Linked DNA regions of Mus musculus: region 1 is linked to region 2. A link is a contact called in public HiChIP or PLAC-seq data. All regions are on one chromosome and are shown on one strand. The core of a region is the stretch at or near the end of the contact, and the rest is flanking DNA. Distances in the headings are between cores, read along the strand shown. Region 1 has its middle 20 kb from the start of AU020206. Region 2 overlaps Akap13 (A kinase (PRKA) anchor protein 13).

What was found. HiChIP or PLAC-seq counts read pairs in DNA pulled down with a chosen protein or histone mark.
Region 1: a BATF HiChIP or PLAC-seq map of CD8 T cells shows a contact between it and region 2, with 8 read pairs. The contact joins two enhancer-like sites. A contact is called at or near these places in 2 of 484 Hi-C or Micro-C datasets (B cells and CD8 T cells) and 4 of 115 datasets of contacts at active chromatin or transcription factors (CD8 T cells, effector CD8 T cells, regulatory T cells and 1 more).

Annotation. Positions count from the first base shown.
Region 1 is chr7:75,798,586-75,804,706 of GRCm38.p6, forward strand. No RefSeq gene overlaps it. Among named protein-coding and RNA genes, the nearest start is that of AU020206, 20 kb to the left of the region's middle. Within about 2 kb of position 1,721, at least 51 of the 459 cell types and tissues checked have an H3K27ac peak or open chromatin away from gene starts, as enhancers often do. A contact at or near this core is called in CD8 T cells and regulatory T cells, where this site is marked.
Region 2 is chr7:75,557,397-75,563,619 of GRCm38.p6, forward strand. All of the region lies in intron 2 of Akap13 (A kinase (PRKA) anchor protein 13), which reads left to right. Among named protein-coding and RNA genes, the nearest start is that of Akap13, 100 kb to the left of the region's middle. Within about 2 kb of position 1,930, at least 39 of the 459 cell types and tissues checked have an H3K27ac peak or open chromatin away from gene starts, as enhancers often do. A contact at or near this core is called in CD8 T cells and regulatory T cells, where this site is marked.

The DNA.
Region 1 (6,121 bases), core at 471-2,970, 240 kb after region 2:
TAGAATTTTGTTTTTACAGTTATACTTTCACCAACAGTCTCAGAGAGCACCCTTAGAAGGTTGAAACATAGACACCAACTCTCCACCCAACATGCCAGCAAAGACCCCAGCCATCTGCTCCCCAGAGTTCTTCAACTGCTAGCTGCCTTAGTTCCCTTGGGGAAGACAGGGTTATGTTCAGAGTCATTTCCTAACCTTAAACCTCCCAGGTTAGAAGGAGAGGGATCAGAGTAGGCCAGGATTTGATTACAAAGGATGGTATGCCCCAGAGTTTGATTTCTGGTGGGGTTTTTGTTGTTGTTTTGGGGGTTTTGTTTGTTTGTTTGTTTTAGTTGTTTCAAATAATTTTATTCACTGGTAATACTCATTAAACAGAAGAACGAGATGAGAATTAAGGTAATTAAATTTACCCAAGCCGGGCATGGTGGTACACACCTTTAATCCCAGCACTTGGGAGGCAGAGGCAGGCGGATTTCTGAGTTCGAGGCCAGCCTGGTCTGCAAAGTGAGTTCCAGGACAGCCAGGGCTACATAGAGAAACCCTGTCTCAAAAAAAAAAAAAAAAAAAAAAAAAAAACCAAAAAATACAACAACAAAAAAATAAATAAATTTACCCAAGAGCCCACCCTGAGATAAACACAAGAGATAGTTGTGTTTACATGGTTGAAAATGCCTGTGTTGCCCTGTTTGTTTTGGAGTGTTTGCGACTTGGGGGTGTATATGTTTTGTTTTGTTTTGTTTGGAGTATTGTCTCATTGTGTAGTCCCTGCTGGCCTCAAAGCTGTGATTCTCCTGGCTCACCCTCCTGGCTATTGAGATTACAGGTGTACACCTCCAGACCAGAGCCACTTTTCCTCACACTAACTTTTCATCCTTCCATAGGAATCCCAAGCATCTTTCAGTGCTCTAAGGGTAGCTTTCGAGAGGAGGCCAATAACTCCACAAGTCTCCAAACAATAGAGTCCCAGGCTCCTGAAGCCCTGTGATGTAAAGTGAATGTATGGGAGAACATTAGGAAGTCACAACTAGCACCAAGAAGTCAGAAATATTCAAAGAAAGATGTGAGAGACCAAACTGTGGTTAACCAGACCTTCAACAACTCTCACCCTGAAGATCTGACTGACCCTTTGATGGGAACAGTGTTACTCCCTCCTTCTTGTCTTGACTTGGGGCCTTGGGACTGTTTAGATAGAGCCAGCATTCCAAGATAAGCTGCAAGATGTTTGAAGCCTGCAATCAGCATCCGCCCTAGATGTTGGTCCCTCTCTCTGTGTTTTGATCATTCCCCCTCAGCCGCTCCCTATTTTCTCTCACTGTGTGCTTATAATCAGGCTACTAGCCTCCATTAAACAGACCTTGACAACCCTTTGCTTGGTCTGGCTCCTTTCTCGCCCATTTCTTTTTCAGGCTTGGTCACCCTTGATCCCAGGAATAACTAGGTCCCGTGGGTCGGGGTAGAAAGAGATCAAAGGGGCAGCTCAGTAGGAGAGAGCTTCCCAAGCATTCAGGAGGCAGCCCTGAGTCCACTCCACCCCCAACCTCCCCCACCTCAGCTGGGAAGGGGGGTGATTTGTGAATGAACAGAAAAGTGCACCAGCCTTTGGAAGGAGGGGGCATGCATGGATCGATCCTCCTCTGGACAAAACTCCCTTTAGTCTAAGAATGGCTTGCATTGCTGTCAGTTCTCTGCAACTGGTGGCATGTTATCATGGTCCAAACATCACTAAAGGCCAAGAGTCCGGTGAAATGAATCAGCAACCAGTTGTCTGTGTTTTGTCTCAACCTATGTCAGAATTCTTCCTTGCACAACATAGACAAATGCATCTCCTTGGCCACGAGAGAGCCCCAACTTGGAACTTCCCACCAGACCTTAGGGAAGGTCCCTGAGTCCCCCTCTCTGCCCTGCCAATTAATGTAAAGGGCACCAGAACCACCAATCATTTTGTGTTTAGTTGCTGTTGCTGTAATCTGCCCTCAAAAATTGTACAAAAACCTTGTGAAAGAAAGAGAAGAGGTCGCCTCTCCTCTGAGTGCAAGATGACCCCAGAGCACTGAAACAATAAACCTCTTCCATCAAACTCTATTCACGAGTCTCATTTGGGGGTTTCCCCGCAGCTGAGGCTCACCTTGAGTCATACCTATTTGTTATGGATGCAATCACCTGTCCTATGATGTATGAAGTCATCTGCTGTCAAACTCGTGGCTGTTTCTCATTTTTCATTAGTGTAAACAGGTCAGCTCCTCTACACAGTGCACCTTAATCAGGAACTGATTGGTTCCTTGGGATAAATGCTTAGAAGTGGGAGGAAGACTGAGGGATGGGGTCCAGCACATTATGGACCCCTTTAGAGAATCCTGCCTGAGTCCAGGACCCGAAGTCTGGTGTCAGACTCAGAGACTGACAAGAAACCATTCTGTGCTCCGAGACTCCATCCAGTGTCATTGTGAAATCGTCCACTCACAAAGCTACGGACTGCAGGGAAGGATCATTAGAGACAAGCATGTGACAGACAACATCATCTATGTCATCAAATGTTTCTCCAGTTCTGCCTCACAGCCTGGTGCTGACAATACTCTCTTGGATGCAGAAAGGAATCCTACTGAATTTGAGTCTTCTGAAGCCCAGAGCTTTCTAGCCCCAGCTCCGCCCATAGGAAGTACTTCCTCACTTCTTAGCAGTTGGTCTGAAGATCATAGTCCACAGTTAGATCATAGGCCTGATGAAGACTTTCCCTTGAGGCCTGCTGTTCTCCCCCCAGAGTATTGCCTCAATCCCACTGTTAAAAACAAAGTGTTAGGGGTGTAGTCTAGGGGCTGAGCACTTCCCTAGCCTGTGTGAGACCCTAGTTTCTGTCCCCAACCCTGAAAACAAAAGCAAAATCCTTAAAGTGGGTCCAGTGCTCAAAGCTTCTAACTGCTGCCCTCAGAAGGGCCAGGAACTCAAGTCTTACAGAAAGCTTTGGAGAGAACAGAGTTGTCAGTCAACCGAAGGAAATCAATGGCGCCTGGAATGCAGGTGATGGTGGTCCAACCTAGTGATCCAAGGAGGAGCCAGCCTCCACAGGAATCCTTCCTGAAGGTTGTTTAGGCCCTAATCTTGGGCTTTGTCTCTCAGGGAATAAACTTCATCCCTTTGAAAAGGCCCCACATACTTGCATCCTACTTCCAAATAGAATCTATTCTTTTTTTTTTTTTTGGTTTTTCGAGACAGGTTTTTTTCTGTATAGTCCTGGCTGTCCTGGACCTCACTTTTTGACCAGGCAGAGAATCTATTCTTATGCTAATCACAGATGCTCCCTCTAGGTCCCAGCCTTAAGCTTTGTTTATGGGCCTATAGAACTCCTGCTTACTGTAAATGTCACAAGTACTTTACCACCTTGCTAGGGCATTTCTTTCTAGGTAGCTTTGCCTGGTTGTGGTTCGTGGAAACCCCTTCCCAAGGTTTTGCTACTCTTAAACATGTATGAAGAATGAGTCACCAAGTCAGACTCTGCAAGCTTTTTGACCTAGGGCCCGCACCTCGCACCTGGGTCTTTTCAGCCTTAGCCTTGAGGCTTTCCTGGGTGGGGGGAGGTAGGATGGGGGGGTTGTCTTTGACAAAGGTCAACTGGCTATGAGGCTAGCCTGGCTACTGTCTCAAAAATAAGCAAGCCTGGTATTAGTGGCACACACCACTAATCCCAGTACTCCAGAGGCAGAATTCTTGAGTTCGAGGCCAGCCTGGTCTACAGAATGAGTTCCCAGGGCTACACAGAGAAACTCTGTCTCAAAAATCAAACCACCACCAACCACCATCAACAACAAAAAGCAAACATTATCTGAGGGGAGATTAACTAAGACTAATATTTCTCCAAAGAGGTGTAGCCCACCCGGCAGCAGGGGGGAGGGAGGGGTTTCCTGGGATAAAGAAAGAGATCATAAGAATTTTTTTTTTTTTTTTTTTTTTTTTTTTGGTTTCTCTGTGTAGCCCTGGCTGTCCTGGAACTCACTCTGTAGACCAGGCTGGCCTCGAACTCAGAAATCTGCCTGCCTCTGCCTCCGCCTCCCAAGTGCTGGGATTAAAGGTGTGCGCCACCACTGCCCGGCCATAAGAACCTTTAAAAAATTATTTATTTGGGCTGGAGAGATGTCTCAGAAGTTAGGAGCACTGAGTACTCTTTCAGAGGTCCTGAGTTCAATTCCCAGCAACCACATGGTGGCTCACAGCGTCTGTAGTGGGATCCGATGCCCTCTTCTGGTGTGTCTGAAGAAACATGTAACCACCTGCAGCCACACTACCTGGGTTCCTGAGTGGGAGGCTGGAGCTATATGGAAGGAAACGGTGAGAGAAATAATGGAGGCCAAGACATGTTTCTGTTCAAGGCCCCACAGTTTACTAAGAGTCTGTGCTTATAAAGGAGGGAGGCTCATCTCCTGCCAATCCATTCTTGATGTCAGGCTGTATGTAGGCAATCTGCCGGATCTGCCACTGTCTCCAGAATATCTCAAGGGCCTCTCAGCAGGTAGCAGTATCTTGGAGAAGAGCAGGGGCAGGTGACAGAACAATAGAGCCATCTAAATTAGAAGGCTCCACCCCAGGTGCTCTCATACTCAGAGGCAGTGAGGTCTGAATCAGCCTGCTTCAAGGCTGGGGGAGGCTACAGAAACACATATATGAAATAAATAAAAATGATTTATTTATTTTCGTTTTATGTGTATTTGTGTATGAGAATGTTGGGCCCCCTGGAGCTGGTGTTACAGACAGTTGTGGGCTGCCATGTACATAGTGGAAATTGAACCTGGGTCCTCTGAAAGAACAGCCAGTGTTCTTCACTGGCTGAGAGATTTCTTCAGCCTGCTATAAGAATGTCTTGTTGTGCCAGGGGGTGGTGGTGCACACCTTTAATCCCAGCACTTGGGAGGCAGAGGCAGGCGGATTTCTGAGTTTGAGGCCAGCCTGGTCTACAAAGTGAGTTCCAGGACAGCCAGGGCCACACAGAGAAACCCTGTCTTGAAAAAAAAGAATGTCTTGTGGTTAATATCAGACACTTCCTTCCACCTTACAGCCTTAGTATATTGTTTTTGCTTTTGTTGTTGGTTTTGTTGTTGATTTTTCTTTCCCTAGATAGGGTTTCTCTGTGTAACAGACTTGGCTGTTCTGGGACTCACTCTGTAGACCAGGTTGGCCTCAAACCCACAGAGATCTGCCCACTTCTGCCTGTTTTAATAAGCATAATAAAATTATAAAAAATGCCTTTTTATATTTCTTCTTCAAACATCCTATGCACTGTGTATCAATGTAGGGTTAGAACTCAGGATATATATAATTCTGTTGTCTGGCCTAGAACACACAGATCTCTAGGTTCCATCCCCAGTACCACAGAAACCAAGTGCTACACATGCCTCTGTGTCTAGCGCTTGGGAAAGGGAGGCAGGAATTGTAAGACTCTAGGGAGCCTTAGCTTACTAGGGACCCCCTGAGTAAACCATATGGAGAGGGAATTGCTGCAAAAAGCAAGAGCAATTTATGGTTCCAGTGTACTGGGGTCAGCCCAGACCTGAAGGAGAGGTGGTGACCCCCAGTACCCATTATATGGTTTCCAGGGGCAGAATAGAGCATCAGCAACTAGGCACAATATGATTGGTGGAACAGTGCACCCTATAAATTGATTGGTCTTTAGGGAATTAGGTGACAATGACTTCCCTTGTCTGAAGGTGAGCAATGGTCAGTCCTGCAGAATGTGTCCCCACCTGCAGTTTGGTTCCTGTCCCAGGGTCTGAGAAATGTTAATTAGCCTCTCCTTTCCCCAGGGGTGAGTGTTTCCCCGACCTTCCCAAAGTTCCTGAGCTGATCTTTTCAGAGTAACAGAAATCCCAAGTCATTTTTGGCTACCAAAAGAGTTCAAAGCCAGATTGGACTACACAAGGCTCTCTTCCTCCCTCTCCTCTTCTTCTCTCTCTCTCAAGCATGGCTAGACATACACACCAGATGAATAAACAGACTTGCATATAGCAGGTGTGTGTGATTTTAAGATTTAGTAGTGGGGCTGGCAAGATGGCTCAGTGGGTAAGAGCACTAACCGCTCTTCCAAAGGTTCTGAGTTCAAATCCCATGGTGGCTCACAACCACCTGTAATGAGATC
Region 2 (6,223 bases), core at 680-3,179:
GCTCAGGTTATAGCTTCTGTTTTGGTTACTTTTCTGTTTGCCTGAGTGACTCCTACTCTGTCAGGAACTAACTCTTCATGTGTTTCTGATTGTCTTTGGCCAGGGGCAAGGTAGTGTGAACTTCACTAAAATATATGCAGACTTTTCTGTCCGTCCATTCTGAAGAACACATAGCATGGTTTCACCTAAGTAAGCCAATACAGGGGTTTGGCTGGGACAGTAGAGTTCTTACCCAGCCTATGCTTCAGCACTAGCCATGTCACATTTTCCCCCAAAAGGTTTTTAGACAAGGAGTTTACAGTCGTATACCCTGTAAATCACTGCCTACCATCTATTTTCTGAAACAAAATTTCATTGAAACAGGGTTATATCTTTTTAATTTTATTAATCTATTTGAGGGGAACTATGAGTCTGGAAGCTAGAGGACAGTTTGTGGGAGTAGGTTCTCTTCTTCCAACCTGTGGGTTCTGTGGATCTGGTAAAGGTCTGTGTAGAGAGGGAAAGGATTAAGGGGCAGGGTTCCCACAAGTACCAGATTTACCACATAAGCCATTTGCCAGACTATCCTTGTTTCAAAAAGAGAATTGAGTAATTGTGAGAGTAATCAGATATGTTCCCAAAAGCTGAAAGTTTTTACTATATAGCCCACAGAAAACATTTTCCTACCCCTATATTGGAGTTGAGGTCAATCATGCATGGTAAAGACTCTGTTCTGACCTTTTTCGTAGCCTTGGTCTTCTCAGAGAAAGGCTGTTCATCTTAGTATCTGGACATTAGCATTAAAACAGAAACTTGTTTTATGGTATTGTATGGTACAAAAAGAAAGGCTTGCCCCTTTCTTGAGTCCAACTTCCTTTTGCCATATATAGTTCAGACTCCAGTCTTTCTGAGTTGGTATGGATTCCACTCAAAGCCTAAGGAGAGGGGGGCGGTATTATGGTTTACAGTGCAAATCTCTGTGACAGATCCCAGCCTGCTTCTGGAGAACAGATGTCCACCCATACATACAACAGCAACTGGCTAGAGTAGTGGCAGTGGTGCCTGCTTTCCCTGCCCTCCACCCCTGCTCCCTGTATCAGACTTCACTGCTTCTGAGGACAGGCATCATTGGCTGTAGGGGAGGCCAAGAAGCAGTAAGTTGCAGGACTGGGCCACAGTTTCTAGGAGGAGAAATTGGCCCACCTGTCTATGACTGGAGACTCTGTGGCATGTTGCTTCTCACTTAGTATTTTCACGGGTGGACTGGAGCAGGTTGCACACAAAGCTTGCCAAGTAGGAATGAGCTAGAGGAATAGAGAACTGCCTCTTTTCCTTGGCACTTGGATCAGGTCTCTTTTAAAGATGGGAAGGAGGTGTGTGTTCCTGGGGGGCAGGGGTGTGTGTGCAGGCATCCACAGCCTCCCGAGTGACCTTCCTCTCTCTGTAATTTCTGTCCGGTAGTATTTCCCTCACATAAGAACTGGAATTCTTTTAAAATGTGAATCATGTTTCTGCATTACTTGCCCCTCCTCCTAGTGGTTTAACACCACACGTAAAACAAACAAATCCCCCATATAAAGCACTCCAAAGTTATGTTGCCTCCCATTGGTGTGTATTTGTGTCTCCTGACTGAACTTTGTTCCTTGTTGATGCTGAGTTTGTGCTTGCCTTCTGCTTGCCCCATTCTTTTCTCTGACCTGATGCCATCAAGAATCAGTATAAATGTAACTTTTCAGAGGAAAGTTTTCTTACCATTCTTAGCACACTTTGTATGAAAGTGTTTCTCCCCCCTGCTTCGTGCACACTTCAGCCTACTTTTTTTAAGTTAATCTTTTCCCCCCACAAGGGGATTTTCCCTTTAAGGTTACATTTTATGATCTGATTTCGTTTGACTGCCTCAAGCTCCTTCTACACAGACTGTTAGAGTCAGCATTCCATACTTGAGCGTCCTGCGTGGTAGCAAATACCCTGCCCCTGAGGAGTGGAGGCTTTGTGTGTGAGCACACATGCATTCCCTCCCTCTCTCCTGTAATTTGGGTCCCATAATTAAATTTTGTGGTATTATTTTTTGGGATAACTTTCAATATAAGGAATAGCTCATGTAGATGGAAAGTTTATTTATTTCAGGTTTGCTGTTGTTACATGGCATGGTGAAAGTTCTGTCATAGCTAGTGTTTACAGCTTCTCAGATTTTACAGCTGTTTCCTGTACAACTGGATTTAGTCTGTAATTTCTTTCATCTCCTCCCTTACCACCTTTGACAATTCATTGTTTGAGAAGAAATTTTAAGTCGAGCAACAGAATTTGTGTCTTTGGGCCCCTTAGTGACCTGTTTGAGATAACTCTGTGGGAAGCCTTTCTATCTATTTTGCTCAGTCATGTCAAGATCTCTCTTAATTCCTGACCCTGATCCTGTTTTTCCTGCAGTGCCTCTTATTCAGCTGTAGGTACGTACAGCTTTATGGATCTTCTCCCTGAAGGAAGGGACTGTGAGCCCGAAAGGAGCAAGAATTGTCTTGTCTCTATAGCCTCAGGTTCACTCACCCACATGCTCTCCCATGTCTGTTGTGAGAAGAAAGGATAAGACTTATCCACTTATGTGCAGCATGTTAAGGTTCCTTTTTAAAATATGAAATATTTCGGGTTCGGCTTAACAACCATTGAGGGCTATAGGCTAACCACGTTAAAGAGTTGTTGAGTGCAAATGCAAACTAGTGCTTCCTGTTACTAAGCTGTGTTGTGATGTCATCTTCTGGGCTTGTGTGTCTGCCTTAAATGATCTGCCTTGAGCCTGGGGCATCATGGGCCATAGTCTTGTGTATGTATAATGTATAAATGTATAGACTCAGTCTTCAGTAATTAAGTACTATTTAAGAAGAACGAATGAGGATTGTGGTAATAGAGGGTAGACAAAATGGCCCTATCACCTAGCCTGATGACCTGAGTTTGATTCCACAACCCCACATGGTAGACTGCACGTGATCTTAGCTAAAAGGCTGAGAAGCGATGACACATGGTAGACTGAAGGAGAGACTCTCTCCACATCCACCATAGTGAGTGTATGTTCCTTGCCCCTGTATAGCACAGTAATAACTAATATAGTAGAAAATCACTAAGATTGTAGTAATGAGAACAGAATGAAAGGGAAAGTAATGAACACATTTGTGTCAGATAAACTTCTACTAGTTACCTTATTAGGTAGACCTAGACTGAGAACTTGTACTAGCAGCAAATAATTGAAATAAAGTAAGATACATGGAAGGAAATGTTTTGGTAACAGATTTTTTTTTTTAAAATCTTTTATTTGTTCTTGTGTGTGGGTATATATGCATGAGAGTCCAGCTGTCCTGCAAGTCAGCAATGGCAGATCGCCCAGGATTTGCAATTACAGGCGGTTGCAAGCTGCTGGACAGGGTTGCTGGGAACTGAACTTGAGTCATTGGCAGAGCAGTATGTGCTTACATAGTCATCAGCTTCACTGAGTAAAGGGGTGTGCCACACACAGTTAAGACTCTTACCTTTATATAAACTAGCTTTAACTAATTAGTAAGACTAACAGTTATATCTTGTCCAGATTATGTTGTCTTCAAAAGACTTTTATTTTTCCCAACCACTAGTATCATTAATAACAGACTGTTAAAGAGAAATAGGAAATATTTTAAGTGAACCTCTCTGTTCATTTTTAACATCTCTTTTGGTGTTTACTAATGGTTTGCTATTTCATTTATGTAATTTTTTTCTATTGATAATTAATACACATTTACACACACCACTTTTTTTTCATCTGTGTTTTTGGCCTTTACTTCAGGATTAAAATAAAGGTTTGGGAATTGTGCTTGAATTTGAATTGTGACCCATTCTAATTTTTTTCTCAGACAAGACATTGAAATAAGCATTCTGTGGGCCTTAGGACTGGAGGGATGATTCAGTGGTTAAGAGTGCTTTACTGCTCTTGCACAAGACTTAGGTTTGGTTTGTAGCACCACTTGATGGCTCATAGCCACCTGTAACTCCAGTTTCAGGGGATCTGAAGCCCTTTCTGACTTCTTCAGACTCCTACATACATATAGTGCACATACATACACTTAGACACACACATAAAATAAATAAGTAAATACTTTTCTCATCGCTAAACTAGGAATAAGAATACCCAGTAGTATCACATTGCATATAGTTCAGTTCCAAACTGCAGCAGGCACTCAGAAAGTGACAGCAGTAGGTGCTTGCTCATCTTCCACACACTCAAATGATATTAACTGTTTAAGAAACAAATTTGGTGCCCAAGATGCTGTGCTGTATTATTTACTTATCTATATACCCTCGTAAGGGACAGTTGTGTGAAAGCAAGGACAACCTGCATGGTCTTGAGTTCAGGGCCCAGTTTACAGAGGTAGCAGTTAGTGATGGAGATCTAGCTGTATACATCTACATTGGCAGACATTCTACGTCCTCCATCCTTTATTTCTTTAGAGTCTTTTGATTTTGAGCATTACAATATTTTTAATCTTTTTATATAGAAATAATTTTTAAAGTGATTAAATTAATACTAATAAAAACTCCCAAACCAGTGTGATGGGTTTACTTAGGATGGTATTATTATTTCTAAAATATTGTTTATAACTTATTGTTTTTTGAAATAGTCCCAAATTTGTCTAGAAGGAGCCACTATGGCCTGGTCTTTGTGTACTTAACACAGGCTTTTCTAACATTCTGACTCCTCTCCGTCTCGGTCCATATTTTCTTTTTTTTTTTTTTTTTTTATGATTTCTTTTTTTTTTCCATTTTTTATTAGGTATTTAGCTCATTTACATTTCCAATGCTATACCAAAAGTCCCCCATACCCACCCACCCCCACTCCCCTACCCGCCCACTCCCCCTTTTTGGCCCTGGCGTTCCCCTGTTCTGGGGCATATAAAGTTTGCGTGTCCAATGGGCCTCTCTTTCCAGTGATGGCCTATCAAGAGAGAGTTCTAGGTTCATCTAACGGACACTGACCCAGGCCTGGCACCACCCATTGTGAGAAGCCTTTGTTTCTTTAACTGAAGAATGGTACTACTAATGACTACGGTCTGCTCTGGCTTCACTACTGTCACAGGGTATTTCTGTGTTGTGAAAGCTTTTAGTGACATTGAACACTTGATTGAGTTGAGTTTATAAGGAAAAAGGCTTTGCATTGTTGCCTTTGGGGAAGCTGTATGAGGCCATCAAGTTTTGCTTGCTTTAGGAAATGATTTGCAAAATGATAACGAGTGTGTGTTTAAAGCAGAGGAGCAAACATGGTTGTGTCCTCGAGTTGTATAGACAAGGTAGATCTGTCTCTTCCCTTCTCTTCCATCACACGGAAAGACAAGACTTTGGAGCAGTGCTCAGGTTAATTTACTATTACCAACTTCCTCGGTTTCACTTTCCCTTGTACTGTGGTGGGCTTAAACCTTATTTTGGGAAATCGATTTTTTAAAATTGATATATTTAAAGTTTTATTTTAAAAGTATGTGTCCGTGTGTCTGTGTGTCTGTGGGTTTGGTCATGTGAGTGCAGGTGCCTGCAGAGGGCAGAGGTCTAAGATTACCCTGGGGCTGCAGTTAGGGATTGCTGTGAGCTGCCTGATGTGAGTGCTGGGAATGGAACTGAGGTCCTCCTGCCAGAGCAGCACATGCTCTTCACCTCTCAGCCATCTCTGTTGCCCCCCCCCCCCCTGTACTCTTCCAAAACATTTAAAGATATGTTGTAGTCATTATGTTATTTTATCTTTAATATTTCATTATGTATTCGCTGAAGGCAAGGAACAAGGATACTGTCATATGATCAAAGCATAATTAGAAAAACCCAGGAATTTGAACATTGATACAAAATTAACTATGTAAATCTTATTCAAGTTTTGCTCGTTGTCCTAATAATGTAATAACAATTATAAAACAACATTCAGACCAGGATCATGCATTGTATATAGCTGGGAAGTCTTTTAAAAATATATTTATTAATTATTTGAGGATTTCATACAACATATTTTGATCATACTTATTCTTCTTCCCAGCTCCTCCCAGATTCACCCCCACCCCCTATCCATTCAACTTGTTCTCACTCTTTTTTTTCTCTCTCTTTTTTTAATTAAAATTTTTTTTCCTGGGCAGTGGTGGCATGTGCCTTTAATTTCAGCACTTGAGAGGCAAAGGCAGGTGGAGCTCTGAGTTCAAGACCAGTCTGATCTACAGTATGAGTTATAGGATAGCCGGGGCTACACAGA